Regions from separate parts of the Mus musculus genome. Here all the other regions are linked to region 2. The links are chromatin contacts, called in public promoter capture Hi-C maps. All regions are on one chromosome and are shown on one strand. Each heading gives the region's core, a stretch centred on a gene start, on an enhancer-like site or on the middle of the called end of the contact. The rest is flanking DNA. Distances are from core to core; before and after follow the strand shown.

Region 1 (4,068 bases), core at 439-2,938, 350 kb before region 2:
GGGTAAAGCAGATTCTCATTATGTGCTACACCATAGGTTTAAAACTCAGCATCACCGAAAGGCAAAGGAAACCCTGTTCTTACTATTTGGCTTGTAGAACTTGTAGCGAATGCGGCAGTTCTTGTTGTTAGTTACTATTGTGTCCTCTGCAGACGCCTGTGACAGTAGAGCTTGTCAATTTTTTTTTTTTTTTGAGTGTGGAGAAAGCAATAAAGATACAAGAAAGATACATTCAAAATACTAACCTCACCACAGTGGTCATTGTCACATTAGCTTTAAAATTCCACGCTTTCCTTTTAATATCAGCGGTTTGAATTCTCTACTATTTCAAATGCCATAACTTCATCCCTCCTGTGTGTGTAGATCACTTCAGCCTAAATGTCATTGCCTTATTATTGTTAATTTTTTAAGCCATTGGGACTAACTTTTCTATAAGAACTTCCAAATTTTCTAAGTCAATCGTCAGAAAGTGTTTAATGGGAAGGTCAAATACAGGCAAAGCTCTCTGCTCAGTGACTCACCTAGGACAGAAGGGAAACACTCTACTTTTTACCGGAATCTGAGTTAAGAAATAGGGGCAACAGAACAGATGGCAAACAACTGCTTGCGTTACATCAAAATCGACGAGAAGCGATCACCTGGTTTCCAGTCTGAGATGGTTACACAAGATTAGTGGAACTGAAAAAGTTACCTTTTACACAATAAAAGCGGCTCCAGAGGCTTTAAAAGCAAAAAGAACAGCTAGTAAGAGCATGGCTAATGCTTACAGGAAGGGGCACAATCTTACATATCAGAGAACGCTGTTACTAATGGACAGTCCCAGATTCATGCACACATGTGCTGCCCTGATGGGAATTTAGGGTGGTATCAAAAAAAAAAAAAAAAAAGGTGAAGTTGGGAAGACGACATGGGGAAACTTGGAGGAGAATGGGATGTGGATATGGTCATATTTCATGTTTTCATATCTGAAGTTCTCAAGAATAAAGAAAAATCATAATAAAAAAGGATCAAGTAAACTGATGGGTCCATTGCGTCCGTTATAAGCTTGTGGTGGTGGTGTTTTCATACCTAAGAAAAACGCAGCCTCTGTCCCTGTCTTAGTTGAAATGATACTTTAGTTTCCTCCTTTGCAGCTGGCAGTTTCTTAACTTTACTATCTATCTGTAAGGCAAAGTTTCAGATGGCTTTGACTTTTAGGATGAAGTATAAAATTCTCTGGATGAACACAACTATAAAAGGCTGACATAAAGATATGTAATCCAATAAAATGTCCTGCACGGAGGAGAAATTGAGAATATAAGAGTATTGGGGCCAGTGGTGGTGGCACACCCCTTTAATCCCAGCACTTGGGAGGCAGAGGCAGGCAGATTTCTGAGTTCGAGGCCAGCCTGGACTACAAAGTGAGTTCCAGGACAGCCAGGGCTACACAGAGAAACCCTGTCTCAAAAAACAAAACAAAACAAAACAAAACAAGACAAAAAAAAAAAGTATTGGAGCTTGCCCTCCAGTTGTTTTTTTTTGTTTTTGGTTTTTTGGTTTTTTTTGGTTTTTTTTGTTTGTTTGTTTTTTGTTTTTTATTCCTTCCAGTAAAACTGATTTCCTCATGTTGTTTCTGGATTAGAGCCAGAGTCAACTTTGCCTGCCTCTAATCAAATAATGGGGAAAACCGTTTGTAATTCTGACTTCAGTTAGAAGTTCCTGGGAGGCTCTGTGTGGATGGACTGAGCCTAGCTAAGTCCTGATTCATTTTGACTTGAGGTAAGTTATTATCTGTACTGCTGACTGGACTGTAATAATGGTGACTCTTTCATGACAGCGAATGGCAGACACCAGGACTCAGAAAGTAGCCTTTGGCTTTCGAAAGAGATTGAGATGACTGACAATAAAGCAGAGTTGCTTGCAACTTGGAGGAGAGATTTAGAATTTAATTAGTTTCTAGTCTCCTTGTATTTCAAATGAGTTAGATGGGGATTCACAGTAGAACTTTCCATTTCAGCCTACAGAATTAAAAACAGAGTAGGGTAAGACTGGCCAAGGTGAAATATGGCAAGACATATCTCAGGGTTGTTTGCAGGGAAATAGACATAGAGGCTAGATACCTGCCCAGCTCTAGTGCTTTTAAGACTTATTATAAATGTAAAATATATTTAAAATATAAATAATTATGAATATATATTATCTGGGAACTGAATGAATGATCAAAGGCAGGGTAGAAATCCCTGATGGAGATTATAAAATCAATACAACATTCTCCGATTGGACACAGCTGCACTGACAATCTAGTCTTCATTATTCATGTTAGTAAACCATCCTTATTTGGTACATCTAGTTTATATAACATCATCCTGATCCTTATCATTCACTATGCCTAGTTGTATTTCTTTTATAGTATTTTTGCTTTAGGTATTTTGAATTAGAAATCATTATATTTTCAAATTATTATAAAGGTATGCATTGAAATTACCTTCAAATATCTGCTCTCAGACAGGCTTTCTTATTTGATATAAATCATTTTAAGAAGGTGGGGGTGCAGTTCAGTGGTAGAATGTGACTCTCGTGGGTAGGACTCTTGTCAGTGTACTACTAGGTTTTCATTATCCATTCATCATAGTTGGATATTGGGGCCACTTCCATTTCCTGGCTACCATGAATAGAACAGCAATGACCGTGGTGTACTCATACCGTAACAGCAAACTATAGTCTTTGGGGTATCTGATCCAGAGTGATTCAGCTGGATCTCATGGTAGATCTACTTCTAGCTCTTTGAGGAACCTTTACATAGTGGCTGGACCAGTTATACTCCTACCTGTAACCATACTTTTTGGCTACTTTATTAGGTTCTTTTACCTACCACTCTTCTCTACCCCAACCCCTTCCAACCGCCCAATCCCGGGTAGGCAAAAAAGAAGGCTAGAGGGGAAAGGAGAACAGGTCTCTTTAGACTACTTCCTGATGAGTAGTGGCATCAAGTTCCTTGGAGGAAAACCAATCTTCCATCATCAGGATATCTACAACTAGAAACAGGCAGTCATCCAGCCAACAAGAAAGACGGGCAAACAGCAGCAGCAGAGACCAGTAGCTGCCGCAGCCTCTTGGAGCTAGGGCATTTTTCTAGCCTCGCAAGAGTTCCTGGAATTCCAAACATAAAATATCTTCAGCTGGCAGTATCACACCCATGCCAGACCACAAGACGAATCATAGTTAGCTGCTGTGGACAATCTGAAGCATCCCATACCCCACACCTGGGATTAAAACAAAAACATATTTGCATAACATGAATGGGTTTTTAAAAAAACCAAAATTCTCCCTCTACCCACCAGTGGTGGATAATAGTCCCTCTTTCCCCGTATCCATGCTAGCCGCTGGTTTTCTTCTTCTTTAACTTGGCCATTCTGACTGGGATAAGATGAAACCTCAAAGTAGTTTTAATTAGTCTATCCCTAACGGCCAAGCATGTTGAACATTAAAACAAAAATGTTTCTCTGGATGTACAGCTGTTGAGAATTCAATGCTTTTAAGATCGTCAAATAAAGTGTTGGGTATTAAATTGAGATTTTTATCCTTTGCTATATTTTTTTTCCATTTTTTATTAGGTATTTAACTCATTTACATTTCCAATGCTATACCAAAAGTCCCCCATATCCACCCACCCCCACTCCCCTGCCCACCCACTCCCCCTTTTTGGCCCTGGTGTTCCCCTGTACTGGGGCATATAAAGTTTGCAAGTCCAATGGGCCTCTCTTTCCAGTGATGGCCGACTAGGCCATCTTTTGATATATATGCAGCTAGAGTCAAGAGCTCCGGGGTACTGGTTAGTTCATAATGTTGTTCCACCTATAGGGTTGCAGATCCCTTTAGCTCCTTGGCTACTTTCTCTAGCTCCTCCATTGGGAGCCCTATGATCCCTCCATTAGCTGACTGTGAGCATCCACTTCTGTGTTTGCTAGGCCCCGGCATAGTCTCACAAGAGACAGCTACATCTGGGTCCTTTCGATAAAATCTTGCTAGTGTATGCAATGGTGTCAGCGTTTGGATGCTGATTATGGGGTGGATCCCTGGATATGACAG
Region 2 (3,814 bases), core at 176-2,675:
CGCTCCTGGATGGTTGCCAAGCTGCAACATTTTAGTATAAGGAACGGGAAAATGTTCCTTTGAGAGGATGTATCATTTCTTTATTCTATTTTGGTGTGATTAGAAGAAAAGAAAGATCTAAGCGCACAAAAAGTATATATATAAATAAAATAGAACGTTCTCCAACAGTACAGCTCCTAGCCAGAGACAACAAAGTATTGCTCTTTACCAAGAATACAAATATTAATATGGAGGCAGAAAAGAAAAACACATTTCAAAAGCATGCCTCAGGCAAGAACGAAGTTTCAGGGCAGACACACTTAACTACACAGCCCAAGTCGTAGAGTCTGCTCCATTCTAGCGAAGAACGGACCCACATGGATCTAATACTGTAGTCCCAAGGAAGTCATTACCTAAATGGCGTTGAAGACAGTTTTTCATAGTTTAAAGTTTGTATTGGATTAACTCTACTTCTGGCATCTAGGCAGTTTTTAGTTTGAGAGTCATCTATGACTTTTATAGCACCTATTTCTTTGAAATAATTATAGGATTACCTTACACTGCACATATGGGACAACTGAAGGCGGTGCAGACTAGTCGAATCCACTATCTGAAACGAAGGTTTTAAGGTACTCAAGGCTGAAGACTTCGTGAAACGGTATTAAAAGGCACACAGAACAACTCAAGTGCTTAGTACTGCACTTATTTACTTTAAAACACCCATAGAGACTCCCCCAGGGGAGGTCATTTTACCTGACTTACCCAATCCACAGCAAGATGGGAAAAGGCTTCGTGGCGATCCAAGTCTTGTTCCAAATTTAAACCAAGAACCCCAAGGGAGTGAAAGACGACTTGGGGGACCACTCCTCCTGCAGGGTGTGGAGGCGGGCTACCCTTCCAGAGAGAGATACCCAGGGTCTCCCAGAACTCTAGTGACTAGGAACACTCGGGGAGTCCCAGTCCCTATGTCCAAGTTCTGCGACCCGCGTGGCCGTTGCGGGATCTGCACGCCTCGAGTGAGAGTCAGCCAGCGGCACCGGGGACCGACAAGAGGAGGAGGGTAGTAGCCCCGGGTGCAGGCCGGAGACCCAGGGTCCTGAGCGGCAGTCCCCGTCCCCAGTGCCCCCGACGCTCCGCTCAGCAGTCGCTGGAGCGAGGCCTCCGGGCAGCTGCAAGCAGCTGGACGCGGCCTGAACGCCCGCGCTCCACCGCTCGCTTCCCTTCGGGGGGCCCCCGCGCTCTACCCGCAACTTACTGGGGCAGTGCCCTGGCCGCGCGACGGGGACGGGAACAGGCACGGGCGAGCGAGAGGCTGCAGCGCTCTGCGGATTCCAAGCTCGCGAAGGTTGGACGAGCAGCAGCAGCAGCCTTTCCAGGTCCGCGCAGACAGAAGCTCCCGCCGCCGAGCTTGCAGAAGGCGGGCTGGGCACGTGGGCACCCCTCTGAGTAGAGGCGGAGGGGCGGGGCGGAGTGGGGCGGGGCAGCGAGGGGCGGGGGCCGTCCCGCCCCTCCCTCGTGCTCGCGACCCTCGCCTGGAGCGTTTGTCACGGCTCGGCGGGCGGGCGCGCAGAGACTCCAGGAAGGCGGTGTCTAACTCCAAGCTTCTGAAAGGTCAGGGTCAGGATCAGGGCGCGCGCGCACGTGGATTACACGCTTGCCCGCTGGGGTGGGTGGGCGTGGGTCGGAGACGCAGGGTTTGGCAGAGGGGAAATGCCCCTTTTCCTTGGCAGAACCCAATCTGGGGGTGGGGTGGGGGACATTTCTGAGGTTTCTTCTAAGCAGGATTCTTTTCCTCTTCTTCCCTCTCTCCCTCCCTCCCTCTTTCTCTCCCTCTCTCATTGAGAATTGGGAACATAAAAATAGTAGTATATGATCATAATAAACTAGAAGCCCAGATAGATGAGCTTTGTTAAAAAGTATCACGTTCTGTAATGAAATCAAAACTTGAAGATTCCAGACTCGTGAATAGGCAGGTCATAGTCATGGTTATTTGGAAGTGGGTTTTTAAAGAAACGGATACTTGGTATTTCATAGCCAGCAAAAACAGAAGTTACACAATCGAGGTTTTTCATTCTGTGCTATTTGCTTTAGAAGTCTCTGATAAGATTAAAGTCACAATGTGAAACTCTTGATTTTAACACAAAAATGAATCGGAGCCCTGGCACAGAATTGAATATCATTGTATGTTATTGTGGCTTGGTAGGAAGGGCTATCTTTTCTGGCTTCATATTGTGGTAAAAGGGCCTTTTATTCAATCCTACTAGTAAGACTAGCCAAGTGCTCATTCATGTGACGCAGTACCTAGGTTTAATGAGATCCTCTGATCGTTCTTCTTTAAAGTAGGACTTTCTAAGGAATTTTGCTGAATAACAAGGGGCTTGCTCCAGAAATGGCACATGTACACAATATCTGTTGCCATCTTCAGAGGTTGCGTATCCAGTGAAGTTGTCCATTGTTCTCCGGGATGAGTCCAGGTCTATAGAGCATAGCTACTGTGAGGGAACTGATAGAATACATGTAGTAATCAATTAAGACCATCAGCATTCACCTCTTACATTTTATCATGATTTCTCTATGCTAACTCCTTTTTTTTTTTGGTTCTTTTTTTTTTCTTTCCATTTTTTATTAGGTATTTAGCTCATTTACATTTCCAATGCTATACCAAAAGTCCCCCATACCCACCCACCCCCACTCCCCTACCCGCCCACTCCCCCTTTTTGGCCCTGGCGTTCCCCTGTTCTGGGGCATATAAAGTTTGTGTGTCCAATGGGCCTCTCTTTCCAGTGATGGCCGACTAGGCCATCTTTTGATACATATGCAGCAAGAGTCAAGAGCTCCGGGGTACTGGTTAGTTCATAATGTTGATCCACCTATAGGGTTGCAGATCCCTTTAGCTCCTTGGGTACTTTCTCTACCTCCTCCATTGGGAGCCCTGTGATCCATCCATTAGCTGACTGTGGGCATCCACTTCTGTGTTTGCTAGGCCCCGGCATAGTCTCACAAGAGACAGCTACATCTGGGTCCTTTCGATAAAATCTTGCTAGTGTATGCAATGGTGTCAGCGTTTGGATGCTGATTATGGGGTGGATCCCTGGATAAGGCAGTCTCTACATGGTCCATCCTTTCATCTCAGCTCCAAACTTTGTCTCTGTAACTCCTTCCAAGGGTGTTTTGTTCCCACTTCTAAGGAGGGGCATAGTGTCCACACTTCAGTCTTCATTTTTCTTGAGATTCATGTGTTTAGGAAATTGTATCTTATATCTTGGGTATCCTAGGTTTTGGGCTAATATCCACTTATCAGTGAGTACATATTGTGTGAGTTCCTTTGTGAATGTGTTACCTCACTCAGGATGATGCCCTCCAGGTCCATCCATTTGGCTAGGAATTTCATAAATTCATTCTTTTTAATAGCTGAGTAGTACTCCATTGTGTAGATGTACCACATTTTCTGTATCCATTCCTCTGTTGAGGGGCATCTGGGTTCTTTCCAGCTTCTGGCTATTATAAATAAGGCTGCTATGCTAACTCCTTAATGACATCTAGTGAATTGATTCACTTGGACACTAACACCAAATGTCCCCTCAAACTTACTTCTGAAGCCTCAAGATGTTTCACTGATTTTGTATTATATAAAACTTCATCTGGATTTTTTTTTAAATTAGAGGTTTTTGTGGCTATTCTTCTGCAATGGAAGATCATGCTGAGTTATTCTAACCTCAGAACATGGTTGATTTTTTTGATTCAAGGTGGGTTGGAATCACAGCAAGGCCACTGCTGCCTTCAAACAGAACTGGAAAAGTTGGTCCTAACAAGCCCTGGATGCTATCTATCTTCG
Region 3 (4,293 bases), core at 1,372-3,871, 440 kb after region 2:
TATGAAAAGGGTGACTTGGATACCACAGATAGCTTACTTTAAAATGATGGAAATATACATAAAGTATGGCTCAGGGGCTGGGGAGATGGCTCAGCAGTGGGTAAAGCGTTCACTATGCAAGCACGAGGTCCTGAGTTCAGACTCTCTCTGAGCCACAGAGCCATCTAAAAGCTGGATGAGTACAGGCCTGTGATCCTAGCTCTAGTCAGTGGAGACAGGTCCACCCTGGGGCTTGCTGGCCTGCCAGGCTAGTGGAAAAAGGTAAGCTCCAGTTTCAGTAAGAGAATGTGTCTCAGAAGGGAAATTGGAGAATTATTGAGGAAGATACCCAATACTGACTTTTGGCTCACCAGCATGGGATAGTGAATCTGCTCACACATGCACATAAGCAAAGACTACACACACACACACACACACACACACACACACACACACACACACACAGCACACTATGGTTCAGGTATAGTAACCATTCTCTATGCAGTTCCTTAGTCATCTGTCTACTTAGTAAAATAAAACCCCCTATGGAGCATCTGCTACTTGTGATGGAGGGAACCCTCTGTGCCTTCAAATGCTTCCTTTTGACGGACATGAGCTATTATGCCAGGCTAAGCTTCTTAGCTTAATGTGATAATAAAGAACAAGCTGGCTATTTTGACAGTGAAGGCCTTCTAGGGCATTCCTCTTTTGCAACAAATGATGTTATTATTTCCCAGAGATGAAGGAATCAAACAGTACAAAGTTTCCCAATAGTTACATAACATATACAGTATATATCAGTAAGCAACCTATTTACAGATTAACTGTTAATACAGAAACTTTAATTTCTTTCTTTAACGCTCTTCCTGTACATTGTACATGACTACTTATTACATATTCTTATGCATTGTCAGGAAGATGTCAGTATAGACCACTTTTAAAAATCTTTAAATCAAAAATTAGAATTTTCACCTAATTGGGATTAAAATGTTGTTTCTGAATCTAGTCGACAAGGTAATAATAGCAAATTTTAAAACTATATGAAATGGGAAGATAGGTTCAATTATCTTGAAAGTGATGTCAAAATTATTTTGGTGTTATCATCTTGACACCATTTCTCATAGGACCGACATTTGGAGCTGAGATGGCTTCAGAGAAGGTTTTGCACTTCATGCACGAAGCTTTGAAACTACTCAAGTTGCAAAGCTTTAAGGAAACAGACCCTATTTCCTCCTTGTCCCACCCTAGGCTAGTACTTGGTTAGGGCAAAGGTTAGTAAGTTCAGTGGGTAAACATCAGACAAAATATTCACGTATCCCTGGCAGAAGAGTCATCCCCTGTGTGAACATTTCTTCCTGATAACACACATCAGCTTTCACGGAACCTCCTAAGGCAGAAAGTTTACATTAAGCTTCATAACTGTATTCCCTGCTTATGAATAATCAACCTTAAAAAAACAAATCTTCAGTGCTGAAAGTGCCCCACCCACCAATTCAGGAGCTTTATCTTGGACTGGGGCACTTGGTTCTCTGGATGCTATGCACTTCAGATGATGGTTTTCCTGCCCCGCTCTCTATTTTCCCAGCATCTAAACTATAGTCTTCTATATTTCTCACAGGTCTTCGAAAGATACTTTCTAGTGGCTCGCCCTTCCTGCCTCCTTTTGAATTAGAAAGTGGCTAATTATCAACCCTCAAACCACACAGGCGGTTACAACGCTCGTGAGTACTGTTATCATTTTTTAAAAAGTGGGTCTATGGCCATCAGAAAAGAAGCTGGCTCTGCCATCCGAGCGAGGTTAAGGCCAGTGTTTCCCCATCGCATATCTGGCGCAGCTCTGATTCTTGGCCCAGCCTTCAGGGCAGCTTCTCCGGCCTCCAGGGCAGCTTCCCAGCCTCAGTGACCACAGTGGTCCCCTGTTCTGTCCTGCTCGGTGAGAGGGTGTGGCTGGGGTGGCAGTGGTGAGTAAAAGGCAGAAGGGGGTACTCCTGGCCGTGCGTCCTGGGGTGGAGGTGACCCAGTAACCCAAAAGCGGCAAGGGGAGACCAAGGGAGTGACAGAGTGCAGGAGGTCTCCAGGAGGCCGGCTGACCTCCGCTTGGGGTGGTGGTGGTGGGGAGAGAGGTTTGGGGCGGCAGGCAAGCAGGTATTGGGAAGCGCCCAGGGCGCGCGGCGGGGTGGGGAGAACCCAGCGGATGCACAGAGTGGAAGCAATCGCAGAGCGGGGCTGTAGTCCCGGGACCGCGAGGGGACAGCGTGTGGGGTTCGGGACGCGGGCACCCACTCACCTATGCACAGCTGGATGGCGTAGGCGTAGTAGGACCAGCCCAGCAGCAAGCTGATGAACACCACCGGGATCCAGTAGAGCACCCGCCGGCACCGCCGCCTCACGCCGCCCGAGCCCGAGGGCGCCATCTTCCAGCCGCAGACACCTGCCCAGCTCTGCCGCCGCCGCCGCCCGTGGGCCTGGCTCGGGGCCGGGCTCGGGGCTCCCGGAGCACCCGACGGGACAGGCCCGGGGGCGGCGGCTGGCTGTGCTGCGGCCACCGCGGCCGCCGTGGCGCTAGCTCCCCATCCCGCGGCAGCGAGCGGGCGCCGCGGACTCCCGCTGCTCTGCCGGGCTGAGGCGGCGGCTCAGAGTAGGAGGACGAAGGCGACGAGGCGGCGGGAAGCTCCGCTCCGCCCCCGCCTGGTCCCCGCCCGGTCCCCGCCTCGCTGCCTCCCACTGCGCGGCGGGCTGCGCCCTCGGGCGGGTGCAGGGATCCGGACGCGGACTCCCACGGCGCCCTCGGACTCTCGGCTACCCGTGCGCCCTTGCCCTGGGCCACCGCAGGGGCGCTCGAGGTGGCGACCCGGTGCCCACCTTGGCCCTCCCGCCCCTGCACTTGGCCCTGGATCGCGGGACTGTGATGAGAATTGACACTCGCTTTGGGTCACCCTCCCCAGCCGCAAGCCACTCCCAGGGCGCGGATCGGAGGGGGACGAGCTGCAAGGTGTCGCTTGTAGGAGGACGAGCGTCAGCCCCTCTTCGCCCCGCCCCCGGGACCAGCCAGTTGCTATCCCACTCCTCACCGGCCAGGCCCAGGGAGGATTGCGCCAAGTCCTTAGGCGCCCAGGCCCTCACCCTTGCATCTGTCAGGAAAATTCTCGCTTTAACTTGTGGGTGCCAGTAAACTGGCTGAGAGTAGCCAAAGTGCGGTCAGTTTCCAGAACAGACCAGCGAAATGATGGTGTTTGGGCATGAGAACGCCTACCTAGGTGCCCAGATCGCCATGAAGAGGGTTGCCAGAGGCCCTAGCCAGAGGGAGCAAGTTGAATTTTACGTTGTGAATCCATTGACAGTAACTAGAGTTAGGGCTGGCAGATCTTTGCTGAGAGAAGATTCTCTCTTTTTGTGTTAAACTGTCTTGTGATTCTAAGAGTAAAGTTTACCGTCCCCATCTCCCAAGAGCCAAGCGATTCCTTCTCTGCGTTCTTTCCCATCCTATCCAGCCTGACAGTGATTTTGGTTGTGATAGCGATTCTAAATTTAGCATATAGTAGAGTTTAAAGCGGTTGTCAAAACCACTGGAACGTGATTCTAATGGTAGTTAGAACAAACATCCCACAGTTAATTGTTGGTGAATGGGAAAGGAACGTGTTTCTGAGATTACTCCTCCCATTATATAAACAATTAGTATGTGTAACAGGTACCAGATATCATTAATGAATACTATATTTACTCCACACAACCAGATTGGGTAGAATTACTTGATAAACGTGATAAGAATGCTGAAGTATAGAAACCCAGCTCCAATTATGTCCTCCTGGCTTTTCAATTATCTTCCCAAGACTGGATTAAATATCAAGCCAATGTTCCTGAAACAGCTACTGCATCAACGCAGAAACAACCTCGCTCACCGGCACCCCCAGAGCTCCCTGGGACTAAACCACCAATCAGAGAAAACAGGAGGTGGGACTCATGCGTATATAGCAGAGGATGGCCTATTCGGTCATCAATGGGAGGAGAGGCCCTTAGTCCTGTGAAGGTTCTATGCCCCAGTATAGGGGATTGCCAGGGCCAGGAAGCGGAAATGAGTGGGTTGGGGAGCAAGGGGAGGGAATAGGGCATTTTCGGAGGGGAAACTAAGAAAGGGGATAGCATTTGAAATGTAAATGAAGAAAATATCTAATAAAAAATAAAAAAGAATTTGAAAAAAAAAGTACATAGGAAATAGTAGTCAGACTCATGATGGACTTTAAGTCACTGAAATGTTCTTAGCCTGTGAGTCACTTTATTTTGCTGTGATGTTTTATTCTGTTTGGATACTCTCTA

Evidence for each region. Promoter capture Hi-C pulls out the DNA fragments that hold promoters and counts their contacts. Capture Hi-C pulls out chosen DNA fragments and counts their contacts.
Region 1: a contact with region 2 is called in a promoter capture Hi-C map of liver. The contact joins the promoter of Fgl1 here to the promoter of Slc7a2 in region 2. A contact is called at or near these places in 3 of 39 promoter capture datasets (cranial neural crest, liver and maxillary cranial neural crest), 1 of 115 datasets of contacts at active chromatin or transcription factors (bone marrow-derived macrophages) and 1 of 9 other capture datasets (liver).
Region 3: a promoter capture Hi-C map of stem cell-derived epiblast-like cells shows a contact between it and region 2, with 5 times the contacts expected there. The contact joins the promoter of Zdhhc2 here to the promoter of Slc7a2 in region 2. A contact is called at or near these places in 3 of 39 promoter capture datasets (cranial neural crest, embryonic stem cells and stem cell-derived epiblast-like cells), 3 of 484 Hi-C or Micro-C datasets (embryonic stem cells and nephron progenitors) and 2 of 115 datasets of contacts at active chromatin or transcription factors (both in embryonic stem cells).

The regions. Positions count from the first base shown.
Region 1 is chr8:41,212,776-41,216,843 of GRCm38.p6, reverse strand. Fgl1 (fibrinogen-like protein 1) reads left to right here and starts at 1,688. Exons shown (of 8, transcript NM_145594.2): 1 at 1,688-1,758.
Region 2 is chr8:40,859,978-40,863,791 of GRCm38.p6, reverse strand. Slc7a2 (solute carrier family 7 (cationic amino acid transporter, y+ system), member 2) reads right to left here and starts at 1,425. Exons shown (of 12, transcript NM_007514.3): 1 at 1,235-1,425.
Region 3 is chr8:40,422,143-40,426,435 of GRCm38.p6, reverse strand. Zdhhc2 (zinc finger, DHHC domain containing 2) reads right to left here and starts at 2,621. Exons shown (of 13, transcript NM_178395.4): 1 at 2,267-2,621. The coding sequence starts at 2,393.